Regions from separate parts of the Sus scrofa genome. Here region 1 is linked to region 2. A link is a contact called in public Hi-C data. All regions are on one chromosome and are shown on one strand. The core of a region is the stretch at or near the end of the contact, and the rest is flanking DNA. Distances in the headings are between cores, read along the strand shown. Region 1 has its middle 19 kb from the start of SPG20. Region 2 holds the start of LOC100624094 (spermatogenesis- and oogenesis-specific basic helix-loop-helix-containing protein 2).

What was found. A called contact is a pair of places that touch in the nucleus more often than the background predicts.
Region 1: a contact with region 2 is called in a Hi-C map of brain, with 3 times the contacts expected there. The contact joins the enhancer-like site here to the promoter of LOC100624094 in region 2. A contact is called at or near these places in 4 of 47 Hi-C or Micro-C datasets (brain, embryonic fibroblasts, epiblast stem cells and 1 more).

The regions. Positions count from the first base shown.
Region 1 is chr11:12,363,753-12,366,661 of Sscrofa11.1, reverse strand. No RefSeq gene overlaps it. Among named protein-coding and RNA genes, the nearest start is that of SPG20, 19 kb to the right of the region's middle. Within about 2 kb of position 1,546, at least 8 of the 83 cell types and tissues checked have an H3K27ac peak or open chromatin away from gene starts, as enhancers often do. A contact at or near this core is called in brain, where this site is marked.
Region 2 is chr11:12,308,390-12,311,089 of Sscrofa11.1, reverse strand. It overlaps LOC100624094 (spermatogenesis- and oogenesis-specific basic helix-loop-helix-containing protein 2), which reads left to right and starts at 1,365. Exons shown (of 20, transcript XM_021065387.1): 1 at 1,365-1,601. The coding sequence starts at 1,519.

The DNA.
Region 1 (2,909 bases), core at 297-2,796, 55 kb before region 2:
ACAGCAGTTTCAGCCTTGAAGGGATCTATTCTTCGAAGCTCTTCAGAGGAGTCTGCTTTCTCACAGCATTTAAACAGATCTGTTATCTTCTTGACCTGAATACCTAGAGGAAAAGCTAAAAACAAGCAATATCTGTATTAGCTTAAGGTTGCAATTAAATGGAAAGCAAAATTTAGAACAACAGCAAAACCCTGATACAGATCAGTTCACAAGAGTCATATAACATTATCAGCTCTTTAAATAAATAATAGCCCCGGCCAGAGTAAATAAATGGGAAGTATCAATCTTGGCATTACGAACGGCAATAAAAATGAGGATATTCACACCTGCAAAAGGAATGGCCACTCTTGTGCCTCCTAATTAAAGAATAACATAAAATGTAAGAAATCTGGAAAAAATAAATGTTTAGGTCAATTGATACTGATAGAAGTTGTGGGGTAATTCTGTATCTTCCTACCACAGTAATAATTTACAACACAGCCACTAGAGTCAGGGTGATGTGCTGAGTAAGTTTTGTGTGATATTGGAATCTCTTTAGTAAGATATGGTGTTTCTGGAAATGTGAAGTGTCAAGGATGTCATGGAGTAGCTTTTGGCTTGTCTGTTTTGTGGGGTGGTTTTTTTGTTTTGGTTTGGTTTTTGTTTTTGTCATTTACTTATTTTAGGGCCGAACCTAAGGCGTATGGAAATTCCCAGACTAGAGACTGAATCAGAGCTGCAGCTCACAGCCTGTGCCACAGCAACGCAGGATCTGAGCCGCGCATCTACAACCTACACCTAAGTTCACAGCAACGCTGGATCCTTAACCCCTGAGGATCGGGATAGAACCTGTGTCCTCATGGATACTAGTCTGGTTCATTACTGCTGAGCCACACTGGGAACTCTACAAATTGTTTTTTTATATTCTTTTTTCTTTTTTTAATTTTTATTATAGGAGATTTACAATGTTCTGTCGGTTTCTGCTGTATACACATATACATTCTTTTTCTCACATTATCCTCCATCATGATCCATCAGGCTTCATCGCAAGTAATTCCCTGTGCTAGACAGCAGGATCTCATTGCCTCTCCACTCCAAAAGCAATACTTTGCATCTACTAACCCCAAACTCTCAGTTCTTATAGTCTTTTTCTTAATAGTCAGGTGTAAGTCCCTTGAAATTCTATTGATTTAAAAATCATATTTATTTTCATTTGGAAAGAACTTGGGAACATCTGTTACCTTCTCATTTTACAGATGAGGAACCTGATGGGGTGAGGAGCTACTGACACGCCAGTTAACAGAAATTCACCGTCCGGCTTCTGAGGAAGAAGGATCACAGGTAAAATTTTTGAGTTGATATTCTTGATTTGGAAGAAAAATAAAATATTTACCTGCATTTTATGAAATTAAATGATGCATTTAACTGTCTTCCCATCACCTAGCTGCTGCCAGAGGCTGGCGGCTAAGACTCGTATCTTTAGAGGAACACATGCTGTCTCTGGAGGCCATGGCTCAGCAGAGCAGACCGTGGCCCCAGCTGCAAGGCTGCCTTTGCCGGGGGAATGAAAGAGCCTTTTCACCCCTGCTTCTTCCCTCCCCCACGCCAGGCACTGCCCCAGCGGCGGCCCCCACCTTCCTTCTGTGGCTGCTTTCTTCAATTCTGGAAGGAGATCCTAAGCATCCTGCCCAGGGAGGATTACTCTTGAGTGAGTACAGCAGTAGACTTGATTAAAGTTATTAATCACTATTAATGTGTTTCTGTACGGTATCCTCCTTCTGAAAGAAGGCATTTAAGGGGGCAGGGGCTTTGGTTTTAAGGGCTGAGTACCTGTGCCGTGCTCTTCCAGGACTCAACATCTTCACAAAGCAGGAGGATGGAGGGTCAGACCTGGACCCGTGTCTCAGCTCTTCCCCAGCGCTGAGTTCACTGCCTTGCACACAGTAAGGGGTCTGTGAATGTCTGGTGAGTTACTGAGCGAAGGTGAGAGAGGCATGAGGAAAATGGACAGTGGGAGAACAGGGAGTCATTTCCCAGAGGAGAGAGGTAGTTCCTAAGAGCTGAATCCTTTGCTTTCTACTCTGCCTTTAGAAGCAGGGATAGTAAGAGCACAGAGGCATGGTAGGATCATCCTGAAATAAAGCGTGCTAGACTAGATCCTTATGTCTCCACCTCTGGGCAAAGAGAGCTTCCATATTTCTTGGAGGAAAGTGACTTGAGTTTGGAAATGTTCCAAGTCAGAGTCCAGGAAATCTTCACAACTGGGATGAGTTGTGGTTCCGACTGAAAATGAAAACTCAGAGCTGACAGAAACTAGCTATGGTGAAATCACAGTAGCACTTGGAGACAAATTATGTTATGTGCCATCATATAACTAAGGCGTCTGCTAATACTGTGGCAGCTCAGTACCGATTATCCTGAGGAGCATAAAACACAAGTGTCAGATAAACTCTCCATTGCAGTACTCCTAATGATTCCATTATTATTATTCCTACTACAGCTTCTGTAATAGCTTTCATTCAAGTGACTAAATGAATGAATATAAATTTTTTCTCATTCTGCCTGGGCTTCTTCCCATTTAAAATATTGATAAACAGTGACATGGACAAGATATTCACCACTGGGAGAAAAAAAGATGGAAGACAAATGACTTTGGAAGCAAATCAATAGCTGATTTAATTTAGAAAAAAATAGAAGTATTTAAAGAAAAAACTCTATAATTTATTTTTAATCATTACATTTGTGCTGAAAAATTTGTGTGCACTGTATTAAGATTTAAAATTTTAGCTTTGGTAATAACTGATTGGAAAATGTAAAACAAATATCTATAATACATTGATAGTTTGACTTCTCTAAACATTACGTTTGTTAGATAGTAACCAACTGATTTAACTCTACAAGATGTTTTAGTTCTAATACTTTGGTCTGCA
Region 2 (2,700 bases), core at 116-2,615:
TATAGTTTATTTGATACAAACTGTTCAGTATAGCAACCATAGGTTAGTTTTGTCAATTTTAATAATATAATAGCCAGTTATTTCACCAGCAAAAGCAAGCTTATTAGGAATAGCCAGAGGAACTGCAATTTGAGATAGGTGAACTATGGCGGATCACGAAACAATCCAGAGGACAGGGACTGGAAACTTGTTTTATAGAGAAAAGGAGGAGGTTAAGAAGGGTCGCAATAATCAGGGAGTCCAGCGGAGGAAGCTGGGAGTCTTATAAAGTATGAAAGCTTCTCATTGACTAGGCTGACGACTCAGTTTTCTTCCTGCAGGATACTAAAGGAGAGGCACCTTCCTGTCCTAGACAGACGTTTCTCGCTGTTAAGAGCAACTGAGGACTTATGGCAGGGTGTGTGAGCTCCTCCTACAGGCCTGCCCTGACTCCAGTTTTAGATGCGGTTTCTTCAATTCCAGTTTCTAACATTTTCCCCATAAATTATCAGTTTTCCAGGAATCTCCAGTAAGCAGCAATAACACATACTCAAATGTGCTTTTTATGCTCCCGCCCCCAATCTTTGTTTCCTTTTATAGGTACATGACCAATAGCATTTACTGACCACTCTGGGTCACTTTTCTCAGCAGTAAAAAGGCAGTAAACAGAACAAAGGAACTCCACCAGACTCCTTGAGCTGATTTCTGTTAGAAAACATGGTCCCATTGCTCACACTTCTCAAGTTTGTTCAACGGATGGAACATGTACCAGAGAAGTCAGAGGTAAAGTGAGCTGCATCTTTGGACCGGAGCCACGGATGGAACTAAAGCACAGGTAAGCCAAGAGTAGACTGCAAAGTTTGCAATTACAAATACAATCATGAAATTTCAAGTTGCAGTTGGGGCAGCTTTCAGCTAGGTCCGCAGACAGCTGCCAGATTTGCCAGAATTCAAAGACAATCTGAACTGAAGGCTCAAACAATCAGAATTCTAGTACCTTCTTTAGAGTCCTCCTCCCCAGACTCTCCGAGCCAAAGCCTGGGGGCTTGGTTAACTTAAGCAAAGAAAGGCACAGCTGTTCTGGGATCCAGCCCTTCCCTAACGAGGGCATGAACAACGTGAACGGCGGACATGTGTCGGGGTTTAAGCAAAGCAGCCAAGGCCAACAGCCCTCGACACCTTATCCTCAGGCACGCAGGCCACGCACACTCCCCCTGCCATCTTGGGCAAGGCTTGCCCCCTCCGCGGGTTTGGGAGAAGGATGGACGCCGCGGCCCACAGGACTTGCGAAGGAGTTTGGAGGTGTCCCGAGCACAAGCAGCCCTCCTCGCGTTTAAGCCGCTCTGGGCAGCCCAGCCTGTGTCCCGCCCCCACCGCCGTCCTGTGACGTCATCCGGAGGCGCCGGGATGCGACCGTGAGGCAGGTCGCCCTGACAACGGCCTGACCAAGTTTGGCCTCTCCCAGCTTCTGGGTGTTCCCTGAGGTTTAGCGTTGGGAGCCGGTCGAGGGAAGGTGTGGGTGGCTTCTGATCTAACACTATGGAGGAGGGACGAAGCGACACCTTCGACGGTGTGAGCACCGACCGCCTTAAATTGGAGTTACTAGAAGAAATCCACCTGAAGTGAGTTGGGGGGGCGCACTCCCGTCGGGTGTAGGGTTCACGTCCGCGCCTGCGCCTGTTGGTGCCCCGTGGTTCACGGCCAAAGCCACTGAGGCTGATGTGACACCTGCAGTGTGATTAATACCTAGGCAAAAGTAGTGACATCAAGAAGCAGTCAGTGTTTTATAGCAAAGATTCCTTTACCTCTTGCATTTGCTATTAGAATAGGTTTTGAGCTAGGATGTCCTGCCTTCAGGATCAAGCCAAATGGAGTGCCCTGTGTGCATATACTACATGATGCTGAAATATCAGTTTGCTGTTAATGGTCCACTAATTTCAGGGTTTCTGTTTCAGATTCAAAAGGTTGAAATATCATGCTTCTCTTTCATCCCTTTAGAAGAGCTTAAGAATTTGGTGACATTTTGTAAAAATGAAGCCCCTACTATATATAGTTCTTAAAATACTCAGTATTAATACTTTTTACTGGAGGATCTCCGTTGCCCTGAACTGTGGTGTAGGTCGCAGACGCGGCTCAGATCCCGCGTTGCTGTGGCGGTAGCGTAGGCTGGCAGCTGCAGCTCCAGTTAGATCCTTAGCCTGGGAACCTCCATGTGCCACCGGTGCGGCCCTAAAAAAGACAAAAAACAAAGTAACAAACAAACAAACAAAAAAAACTTACTACTAAGTCTTTGAAACTTTTAAATATTTTTAAAAAGAAGCCCACAACCACACCATCAGGCTCCAGGAGAGCTAGATTCTTCTGTCCCTATGACTTCTTGCTTTTTTTCTCTATTATAGCCCCACCACGCTCTTTTAACTGTTCAGTTATTTCTTGATCTGGTACTCAACTGTAAGCACTCTGAGGCCAGGTTCTGTATTCCCTGAAGCAACAGAGTATAGGAACCAATACTTTAGAGAAATCCTGTATAAATTCAAATCCTAGCTCTTATTACACAGCAACTACATGGTCTTGGGCAAGTTAATGAACCTCTTAAGTCTAAGTTTGGTGTAGAAACCATTATCTCACACATAGGGTTGTTGCCAGGACTAAGTGAAATGTATGTTAAGTACTTAGCATTGGCTTGCAATCAACATTCAGGGGAAGTTAGCTCCTACTATT